2 separate regions of the Sus scrofa genome follow, and region 2 is linked to region 1. Evidence: chromatin contacts called from public promoter capture Hi-C data. All regions are on one chromosome and are shown on one strand. Each heading gives the region's core, a stretch centred on a gene start, on an enhancer-like site or on the middle of the called end of the contact. The rest is flanking DNA. Distances are from core to core; before and after follow the strand shown. Region 1 holds the start of SLC16A13 (monocarboxylate transporter 13). Region 2 holds the start of LOC110255906 (collagen alpha-2(V) chain-like).

Region 1 (5,455 bases), core at 2,239-4,738:
CTCCCCGTCTTGGCGTTCAGTCCTCTCCCAGGCCCTCCTTGGGCAGCACCTCTGTTACAGGGTCCTGGGCCTTGGAGGTAGGAGCTGAGAAGCAGAAGAAGTGGGGCAGAGTGATGAGAACGCCACTCCCTGCAAGAAGGAAGGCCCCCGCCACCACAAAAGAAGCTGTGTAGTTGCCTGTCACATCCCGGAGGTAGCCTAGGTTCAAGAGAAAAAGAATACACATGGGTGATCTGTTTCCGGGGCCGCGAGCTCAGACACACTTGGGGGAGGAGGGAAGAAAATCATCCCTGGCTGATCATCTTGGAAGAGTGAGGACTCTCAAGATACAACTGGGTGAACTTGAGGACTGGGCTTTCCAAGGGGCCTGAAAAGTTATTTTCAGCCGCCTTCCTGCCTTCTGAAAGCATCTCTGCACCAGCCAGTGGGGGCCTGGGGATCCAGATGGAGTCAGGCACGCCTGTGCCTTTCTTCCCAATAACTGGGACCCTCGCTACCATGCCTTCACTTCATAGGGGTTTTTTTGGTTTGTTTTTTGCTTTTTAGGGCCTCACTCGCGGCCTATGAAAGTTCCCAGGCCAGGGGTTGAATTGGAGCTACTGCTGCCGGCCTACACCACAGCCACAACAACGCTGGATCCAAGCTGTGTCCGCGACCTACACCACAGCTCACAGCAACGCCGGATCCTTAACCCACTGAGCGAGGCCAGGGATCGAACCCGCAACCTCATGGTTCCTGGTCAGATTCGTTTCCGCGGCGCCACAACGGGACCTCCAGGACTTCAGTTAATGGTGAAGAGGAAAATAAACGTTACGGATCTGAAGGTTCTGGCATCTGGAGCCTGGAGAACTTTAACCAGATGGCTCAGACCCCTGGCCTGGGGCCCAGTGGGCCAGGAGAGAAGGCAGACAGCGGTATGCTCGGTCTGGCCAGGTCGTCTGAAAGCCCAAGCTGGAGGTACCTGGCCAAGTGTGCCACATGGCTTCCCTTCACCTTTCCACTGCCCCCGTTTCTTTGCTCCTTGGACCCGTTTCAGGGCTGTTCTGGTTGACCACGTGGGCTGTGCACTGTAGCACAGCAGGGGGCAATAGGCACACACATCCTACAGTAAATTCCCTCCCTGAATGGGCTGACACGGCAGCCATGGCCCCGGGACGCCCCCCTTCCCCTTACCTGACAGAGGGGCCCCCAGCAGCCCCCCGATGCTCTCTACCATCTGCACCAGTCCCAGGCCACAGTATATCCTTCCGGTCCCCACCAGTTCAGGCAGCACGGAGAAGGCCACTGGGGTCAGAGCCCCTGATGTGAAGCCATAGGCCACAGACAGAGCCACCAAGGCTGTGGGAGCCTGAGCCACAGGGAACAGGGCGAGTATCACCCCCGTCAGGGTGGTCCAGAGCATCAGGAGTCTTGCCACAGGCCCTGGGACTGCATCCCCTAGACACCCAGAAGCCACTCGCCCCACAAGGTCAGAAATAGCAGCCACCGAGAGTAGGAAGGCAGCAGGAAGTGCGTCCCAATCCAGGTCCCGGAGATGGGCCACCAGGTGCACATAAGGGATGAAGTAGCCCGTGTTGATCAGGGTCAGGGCCACAGTGTAACGGAGGAAGGGGCCGTGATGGAGGAGGCAGGTGAGCTGGGCCCCGGGGCCACCCACAGCAGGGTCCTCAGCCAGGGAGAGTGGGCGGAGCAGAGCACCACAGGCCACCAAGTGGAGGGAGAGGGCAGACACCAGCAGTAGGGCCCCCCGCCAGGCATAGTGGCTGAGCAGCCATTGGAAGAGTGGGGCAAAAGCAAAGGAGGACAGGCCCACGCCCGTCAGCGCCAGCCCGGTGGCCAGGGACCGCCGGCGAGAGAAGTAACGGGACAGGCAGGCCAGGGTTGGAGTGAAGGTCAAGGCCCAGCCAGATCCTGTCAAAAGGAAGAAATGGGGGTTGAGGGACTCTTAGGGAGCTCAGGGCACCCAGTCATCCTCCCACCACTGCCTGAATGCGGCACAGGCCTGAGTTACGGTCCTAGCTCCATGCTTTCTAGCTGTGTGACCTTGTGCAGTTCACCTCCCACCTTCAGTCTCATTGCAAAACAGGGCTTATATATTTTATGAGACTCTGGAGGCTTAGAGATAATGTTTGCAAAGTACCACAGACCTTTGGAGTTAGACCTGGGCTCTCCCGTTTCTGGCTGCATGTGCTTCATTTGCGAGTAGCATAAGCTCATCTGTAAATAGGATAATGAAAAGTCCCTGCCGCCACTTCACAGTAACTCCAGTCCCACTAGCCCTGGGCTTGTACTTTCTGGATTCATCGTCTTTGAGTTTCCTGATCTTCCCTAACCGGTTTCTCACTTTAGTCACCTCTCTTTAAGAAGCCCCTCAGGGCCCAGGCGCCAGCCAAACCTTTCCCTCGGCTTCTCCCTAAGCCTTTCAAAGCAGCCAGAAGAAGGTAAAAAGTCCAGAGGCCAAAGACTCAGGCTTTTGACTCTCCGGCCCTTGCCCAGGGTCTCACCTGAGAGCAGCCCAATACTCAGGTACAGGTGGGTCAAAGAGGTAGCAAAGGAGGCGAGCAGCATCCCTAATGCAGCCAAGATGCCTCCAGCCATCACCACAGGCCTGGGTCCGAACTTCGTGCTCAGGGCACTGCCCACTGGGCCTGGAGAAGAGGAAAGGTTCTGGGGGAAGCGCCCAGGCGTCCTTCCCCAGCAACCACCCGCCCCATCTCCTTGACTGTCTCCCCCCACCCCCGCCTCCCTTCCGAGGGTCAAGGGTCGCAGGACTCTGGACCCAGGCGCAGCACTCACTCCCGAACTGCTGCACCGCGATTCCTATGGAAGCGATCCAGGAGACTCGCGCCGCCTGCTCCTCAAACGCCGCCACAAACTCCACAAAGAAGACGCCGAAGGAGCGGAGCACCCCGAACACCAGCGCCGACTGGAAGAACGCTGAGAGCACCACCATCCATCCCCAGCCCCCGTCGGGGGGCTCAGCCCTATGTGCCATCAGGGAGGCAACAGGGCAGCCGCCACCAAGAGACCTTCGGGAGCAGGGCTCAGGAGGTTGCGCCCACCCACCTGGCCACCCAGCCGGCCGGCTCCGGACCGCGCGGGGGCGGAGAGGATGGTAGCGAGGAAAGCACCTACGAGGGCTTGAAAGATGCAGAGAGGCTGCGTGAGGCGCCTGCGCCTTTTCCTTAGTGGGGGAGCGATATAGGTGGGGTGACCAGGCCCTCGCTGGCCCCCCGCGTTCAGCGCCAGGGGGCGTGGCTACGCTGGCGGTAGTCGAGAGTCCGGGCCCGGGTGGGACAGACGGAGGCAGGGGCGGCCATTCGGTCTAGGAGCCCGGGGGCGGGGGCAGCACTGGCTTTGAGCCCCACCCCTGGGGCGCCAGCCTCCGGGTGGATCATCAATCTTATCATCGGAAGGGTCAGCACCTGGCCAGCCCGGCCGACATCCCCGTCTGCAGCTCACCAATGAAAACGCGGAACTCCTCGGCGAGGGGCGGGGCCAGAGGGGCGGGGCGGGGTTTAGAGCCCGTTCCTTGCAGGGGCAACGAGCCCGGCGCATGCGTGAGGCGGGGACTTTCCGGGACCAAGTCAGCGGACCCCGCGTGACCCAGGAGCCTACGAGGAGGCTCCTTCGGTCTCCTGTCTACCTAGCGGGCTAATTCGACCAGATTTCAGCACGGAGACGTGCACGTAAGGAGTCCCTGGGGGTTGGCGGTGGGTGAACTACTTCAGGAGAAGATAACGTACCTGCTTAATGAGGGACCCAGGAGTTGAAAGGTGGGGCGGGGGTGGGTGGGGGAGGGGGTTCCGAGGGATTCTGAGATAAGACTAAACAAAGTATCTGGCCAAGCACCTGAGGCCACTAGAATCTAGCCGGCTAGATCCCCGAGGGATTCAAAGACCAAGGAAGGAGGCAAGGGAATGGGCTGTTGGACTCCTGCGCTGATTTCTGTAATAGGAACTCGTTCCTGTTCCCTGTTCCCACTAACAGGAAACCTACAGGTCACGGAGACCAAAAATAACTGGGGAGAGGAAGTGCAGCTCTGAGCTCACTGGAGCCCCACCAAGCACCCTTCTTCAGTGGGGCTGGAAACTTTTCCTCTGCACTCTAGTAACAAGCACTTCCTGACCACAATTTTTGATCTCATGGTGGGATAGACTAAAGAGACAAGCTGTGACCACCACTGGAGCAATAAGCCCCTTCTACCCCACCAGCACCCAATTTCTCCAGTCTTACACAGCGCTATAGGGCTCGGCTTCAAGATCTTTAGGACACTGACCTTGAAATGTGAGCTCAAGTGTTCATACCGGACAAGTGGGCTGGGATGAGGAGGGAGGCTGGGTACTTTTCAAAAGCGTATTGAATCTTTATATGTGGGAAATAAAAATAATCATGCCCCAGATGCTCTTTTTTTGGGGGGAGGGGGGAGTGGGGTCAGAACTTTGGCTGGTGGGGACTGCATCAAAGATGTGGAAATTGGTGTGGCTGTATGATCGTGCCTAAGGGCACAGTCTTTAGAATCAAATCAGAGTTTCAGTCCGGGCTTGATCACTTGTTAACTTGACCAAGATCTTGAACCTCTCAGCTGGTTTCCCTAGTTGTAAATTGAAGCTAATAATAGTACCTACTTTTAGGATTGGCAGGGGAGTTGAATTAGAAAATCTATATGCTATCGGAGTTCCCGTCGTAGCTCAGTGGTTCATGAATCCAGCTAGGAACCATGAGGTTGCGGGTTTGATCCCTGGCCTCGCTCAGTGGGTTAAGGATCTGGCATTGCTGTGGCTGTGGTGTAGGCTGGCAGCTGTAGCTCCAATTCGACCCCTAGCCTGGGAACCTCCATACGCCGTGGGAGTGGCTCTAGAAAAGGCAAAAAGACAAAAGAAAAAACCCCAAAAGCAAAAAACTCTATGCTAAAAGGCATAGTTTAGAGCCTGGCATGTAGCAGGAGGTAAGTAATAGTAGCTGGTTTCATTTTACACAGGGGATAAGCTGTAGTGGGAGAGGAAGGAAGGTTTTAGTTTAGCTTCTTTGTTTTGTTTTTTGCTTGAAAAAAAAAAATCTAATCCAGATCATGGGTTTTCAAAGATTGAGAAACATAATCACAAACAAAATGTTGGAAGGAACTTACTCCTTCCATGTTAATGGACTTGTTTCACAGACGAGGAATTTAAATCCAAAAGGAAGGTAAGTTATCAGAATTAGTGATCCTTTTTCTTCTGCCCACAGGGCAGAACAAAGCTGGGCAGCAAGAAACACGGGGCAGGGGAAAGGGTGGAAGAGAAGCATGTGTCAGACATGGATGGATTCCAAGGCACCATTGCTGGGGAGGGGTAAAGTTGGCACACTGGCTCTAACCACACAGCCTTCTCACTGCCACCTCTAGCTCCTGTTGTCCTTACGGGACTCAAGTCCTATCCATTTTCCATGGCGGTGGTGGTGGTAGGGGGTATCCCAA
Region 2 (5,253 bases), core at 2,092-4,591, 660 kb before region 1:
AGGCTATGCAGCAGACCTCAGGAGCCATCAGTTTCTTGGCCGTGAAGCTCATTCAGTTAACACATTCATTCAGCGCAATTTCACTGAGGCACCCCAATGCGCAAACCATCTTGCCAAATAGTGAGAGATACATAGAATAAAACAGTCCCACTCAAAACTTATGAGTAGTGGAGAAGAGCAACACACATCCAGAGAACTTAAGTCCCTGGCTTAGGTATCATCTTTTCTCCTTTTCTGAAGAATGGCAGATGGGATGAAGCAGGGCCACCGGCAGAGAACTGGCAGAAGGAGAGAGGGAAACTGGAGTAAGATTTGGGATTAGGGGGCAAATGCTGTCGTGCAGTAGGGAGAGAAAGGAACAGAAAGGGATCTAGAAGGAGAGGTGGGATGCCAAGATTGCCAGGGCAACGGCAGGTTTTTGTGACAATGGCTGCCAATATCTCTCCAAATCAGTTTCCAATCACCCTCCATAAGCCAGGCTGTTCGACCACTCTTATGGGGCAAAGCCCTGCCCATTCTAGGAAAAAAATCCCTCCAGGGTACCACATCTCAACTTTCCAGCTTGTAAACCCTAGCTAATTCAACTCAATAAGCAACTGAGTTGTAGCACTGAGCGGGGGGCTGGGGGGGGGAGGGTTCCTTGATGGTAGTTGAGAGGTTGGTGAAGTACAGGGATGAACCATTCACAGGCAACAGAAGGGAGATCCATAAACCAGAAAAGGCTGAACCACTCAAAAACCACATGGTGGGGATGCTCAGAGTTGGACTGGACCATTCTGAGGAGTGGGCATGATCTAGATCATACCAATCCTTCATGCATGTGGTGCAGCACTGGACTGCTGGGGAGGCAGGCTGCACTGCTCAGGGGCAGGACTTACCAGATGGAGTTTGGTGTGCCCTGTCTCATTGGAACCAATGCCCCAACAGCGGGGTGCAGCAGACCACAGCGGGTAGAGGTGGGTGTACTACCGGGCCGGCATGGTGCCTGGGGGAACCTAAAAGAAAAAAGCCGATTAAAGGTGGGATCCCTGATGCTGGAGAATTTTCCTGTCCCATTACTGACAGTCAGAGGGGATGGGAGAATCTGTTTCCATGGCAACCAGGAAAAGCCACTGGAAAGTGGTCCTCCAGGCTTTCCTTTTAGGAAGCAGCCTAGACCACAGAGGGAGGGGAGCATGCTATAGCATCTGTGATAAGTCAACAGTGGACACCCAACCCATGATTCCTCTTCTGACTGGACCCTCCTGCTGAGAGTCCCTGGTCTCAGAGTAGCCCCAACTGCCTGATACCTACACCCAAATCAGCTTCAGTCCTGGCTTCAGGCTCACAGAAACTATTTCTTCAGCTCTGCTGCCTCCCTAACCTTATCAAGACACCAGTCAACCCCACCCTGTGGACTCTGCCCCCTCTCCTTCCCCCAGGCGGGTGCAGGCAGATCTTGGTGAGAGCACAGGTGGCCAGACGAGATGAACGGGCCCAGCAGGGAGAAACCTTCCTCCTATGACTCTGGGCCTGGGTTTGGAAGTGGCCTCTGCTGCAAGCCTCCCTTCCATCCACCCCTCAAGGCCATATCCTGTTTCCCCATCACATCCTTCCTCTGTGTGGCCCAAGAAGGTGATAGGGGCCCACTCCCTCCCCTCCTAACTCTGAGACACAAGAACCAGGTGTCCATGCAGGGGTCAGACCTAAGTCTGCCCTCACCTCAAACTCACTCCTCAGGGACCTATGTTTTCTGCTCTCTTAGCCATAGTTCTCTACCCTTAAGGACCCAGACACTTGGGTCCCAGTCTAGCCTCTCCACTTCCGGCCTTCCAGCCCCCATCCTTCCCCCTGCCCCTAGAGACTCAGGCCCCCAGCCCCCAACCTCCATGATGCAATGTGCTGCAAGCTGCCTTGGCTGCTGATGACACTGCCCCCGGGGGGAGGTGCTATTTCTGACCCAAGCAAGGCCCCTCACCTGGCCAGAGTAGTGGTCAGCTGCAGGCTAGAGAGGCCAGGCAGGCAAGTTCCTTCTGCTGGAGAAGGGAGCTTGAGGCTGGATCCCTCCAGGACAGGGACGCTCAGAATGTGAGACCAGGGAGTGAGTGAGCGAGAGTCTATGTGTGTGTAGTCTGTAGCATTTGTATATGTGGTTGTGTTGAGGGAGAAAGGGAAGCTGGGGAGGGTCTAGCCTACAGAGAGGGGAGTGGCAGGCCTTAGGACAGACTAAGAGGAGGAGTGAGGGGCAGCCGAGGGGGTCAGCGGGGTGTGTATGGGGTGTCTGGACACCAGAGTGGGGGAGGGGCCAACAGCCGTTTAAAGGGCCAGCCCCAGAGCTTTAATCCCTCACCAGCTCTGGCCCCAAGCCGGAGGCTGTAATTCATCTGTCCAACAGCTGGGGTGGGTGTGTGTGGTGGGGGGGGGCATGTGGACGGGAAGGGGGAGCTGGGGGAGGGGCCGCGGCTTTCTTGTGCACAGAGCCAAACAACAAAAGGAAAAGCTGAAGGGCCAGCTCCAGTGTGCCCAGGCCAGGCTGCTGACCCACAGACCTGCCAGTGGCCCCCACCTGGTGGCCAACAGGCTCTGTAGTTTAGACTCATGGATTCTTGGCCAAGGACTCCATGAACCCAAAGGTGGGGCCCTGGAGAAGGCCCACGCTGAGTGCCCCCCCAGGCAGGCTGTCAGCCCTCCTTGCAGGTCCCAGCTGCAGCCCGATCCCAGACCTGGCAGGCCTCGCAAAAGATTCAGCCTCAAATGCCCTGCTCACCGGCCAAGCCTCCCCAGACATGGTCTGCCGGCTCGGCTCCCCCTCCCGCTGGCGCAGGGTGGCAGCGGCCACACCGAGGCTGTCCCTTTAAATCATTACCACCCCTGATGGTGTGGATGAACTGAGGGCCCTGCCCCCCAGGCAGGCAGCTTGCCACCTCCCCCCCACGAGTCCCCAGAAATGTGAGGGCCATTTAAAGGGACAACAGAGAGGCAGCCGGGTCCCTAACCGCCCCCGCCCCCACCCCGCGTACACTCGCAGCCCCTTTCCCCCACGACACACAGCCCCTTGCCCCTCCAGAGGGCCCCCCAAATTCCGGTTCTCTCCCCACCCCTAGAGACTGCTAGAGGAGAAAGGGGGCCAGAGTTGGGGGGCGGGGAACTGGGGGAGCGAGAAAAGGACAGGGACTCCCTCCTTCCTCAGAGCCCCAGGGGACAGGTCGGAAGGAAAGCAAAGCCAGGAGAAGCAGCGAGACAGAGCCCCGAAAGGTGCCGCGGGCAGACCTGGGACGCACAGGCTGTCGGGCGACGGGAAGGGAGTCAGGCTGCACGAGACGGCGGCGCGGCCGGCGGGTGACCAGCCCAAGTGGGGGAGATGGAACGAGGAGGGCCGGGGGAAAGCGGCAAGGCCGGGGGCGACGGGGAGACGGAACCGGGGAAAGGGGTCAGCCGGGAGGGTGTGGAGGAAAATCCGAGAAGGGAGGGCGAGCCAGGCCGGGGTTACCTGCTGGGTGTCTGTCCCCCGGCGGTGCCCCCGGAGTCCGGGTAGGGAGGGGGGAGCAGCAGGGGGGGAGTGGGGGCTGGGGGGGCGGGGGAGACGGTCCCTCCTCTGCCTCCTGGGCCTGCCCCGGCGCTTGCAGCCTCTGCCTCCCTCCCTCCTCCTCCCCGTCCCTGAGTCCCGGAGTCAAACAAAGAACTGTAGCAGGCTCTCCCCAACCCCCTCCCTCCTCCTCCTCCTCCTCCTCCTCCTCCACCTCCTCCTCCCCTCCCTCCCTCCCCACCAGCAGGCTCCCTCCTCCTCCCTTCCGGTCTCTTCCTTCAACTACCCGCCCCCCCCCCAGCCCCCAGCACTGGTCTCTCTACCCACCCACCCGAGCCTTTTACACACCCCTCGGCCAGCCCTGTCCCCGCAAAGGAAACCGTGGAGTCCCTCTGCAAAATTGAAAGGCTCCAGAGAACATGGGAGGGGATTGGGGTCTTGCTCAAAAATCGAGAACCACAATACAATTATTTTATTTTCACAGCCAGAGGAATAGTCTGAGCTGTCTCTTCTTCAAGAAGGGGGGGAAAAAATAATCCCAAAGAAAGCAATACAAATCTGACTAAAGCCCTCATCAAATAAAGTGCACAATGCAGTGGAAGCTAATCCCCAAACCCCTCTCCCCCCACCTACCAAATTAACACAAACTCTCCATTCCTAAGATCATGGTCAGTTGGAAGCAGGCTTACCAACCATAATAGTAAAATAATAACTAACAACATTTAACAAGAACAAGCATTTCATAACAAGCGTTCATTCAGTGTTCATTCTGTGCCAGGGACTGTGCTAAATGCTTTGCATAAATAATTTTGTTTTTCCCAGTCAACAGCCTAGAAGGTAGGTATTGATATTTAAATTTTCCAGATGAAGACTATGAGGCTCCGAGAGGTGGTCACCTTTCCAAGTACTTATAGCCACGAAGTGGCAGAGCTAGGAATGGAATCCAGGTCTGATCTGACAGCCCGAATTCTAAGGTATACAATAAGAGAAACCAGTATCCAATACCATAACCAACCCCAGGACTTAACAGAGAAGGGGAAACCATAGCTATCAAGTGAGTCCCCTTCCTTCAAGAGTGAGATCTACCCACCGACACAGAATAAAGGCCCTGACTTTCCTAATACAATCTAATACAGTTTCTTGACTCGCTTCCTCACTGTTGGGGGTGTGCGTGAGGTGCCACTGACTAAGGTCAGGGCTGAACTGGTATCCGGTGAATTCCGCATGCCACACACAGTTCTTCTGAGTGAGGAGCTATCTGGCAATTTCAACTCAAAAGGAGGGGGGGGCAACGAAACACTTGGCAATGCAGCAGGTGGGAAAGGAAAAAGACTGCTGGGAGGCTGGGGGAGGGGGGCGCTTGGAGGGAAAGCCCTTCTGTGCCAATCTAGGGAAAAAGTGACCCAGGGTTCTCTTAACCAGCAAAGGGGCAAAGTCTTTCCACTGCACCACACCCCGTGCCCCGCCCCCTCACAAAACTCCAGGCCAGGGTTTCCCACCTGCAGGGCCCTAAGGCCAAGGAAGAGAGAGGAGGGGAAAAAAGCAGGCACGGGGCTGCAACACGACTTGGGGGGTGGGGTGCGGAATGTAAAGGGGAGGAGGCCTCATCGCCTGGCAACTGTCCCTGGGCACGTGCAGTGGTGACATCATCCCAGGCAACCTTTAACACAGACCTTTGACCCCGAGGGGCGGAGAGGGGCCGCAGGCTAAGCTTCCTGGGAAACAGCCTTAGGAATTCTGGGAACCCA

What was found. Promoter capture Hi-C pulls out the DNA fragments that hold promoters and counts their contacts.
Region 2: a contact with region 1 is called in a promoter capture Hi-C map of liver, with 2.7 times the contacts expected there. The contact joins the promoter of LOC110255906 here to the promoter of SLC16A13 in region 1. A contact is called at or near these places in 1 of 5 promoter capture datasets (liver) and 1 of 2 datasets of contacts at active chromatin or transcription factors (alveolar macrophages).

Annotation. Positions count from the first base shown.
Region 1 is chr12:52,433,552-52,439,006 of Sscrofa11.1, reverse strand. It overlaps SLC16A13 (monocarboxylate transporter 13), which reads right to left and starts at 3,488. Exons shown (of 4, transcript XM_003131926.4): 1 at 2,797-3,488; 2 at 2,505-2,648; 3 at 1,174-1,911; 4 at 1-198. The coding sequence starts at 2,995. The coding sequence ends at 17. SLC16A11 (monocarboxylate transporter 11) reads left to right here. Exons shown (of 6, transcript XM_005669186.3): 5 at 1-3,689; 6 at 3,991-4,400.
Region 2 is chr12:53,089,746-53,094,998 of Sscrofa11.1, reverse strand. LOC110255906 (collagen alpha-2(V) chain-like) reads left to right here and starts at 3,341. Exons shown (of 4, transcript XM_021066316.1): 1 at 3,341-3,510; 2 at 5,011-5,092; 3 at 5,238-5,253. The coding sequence starts at 3,341. It overlaps KDM6B (lysine-specific demethylase 6B), which reads right to left. Exons shown (of 26, transcript XM_021067833.1): 2 at 879-995; 3 at 1-278.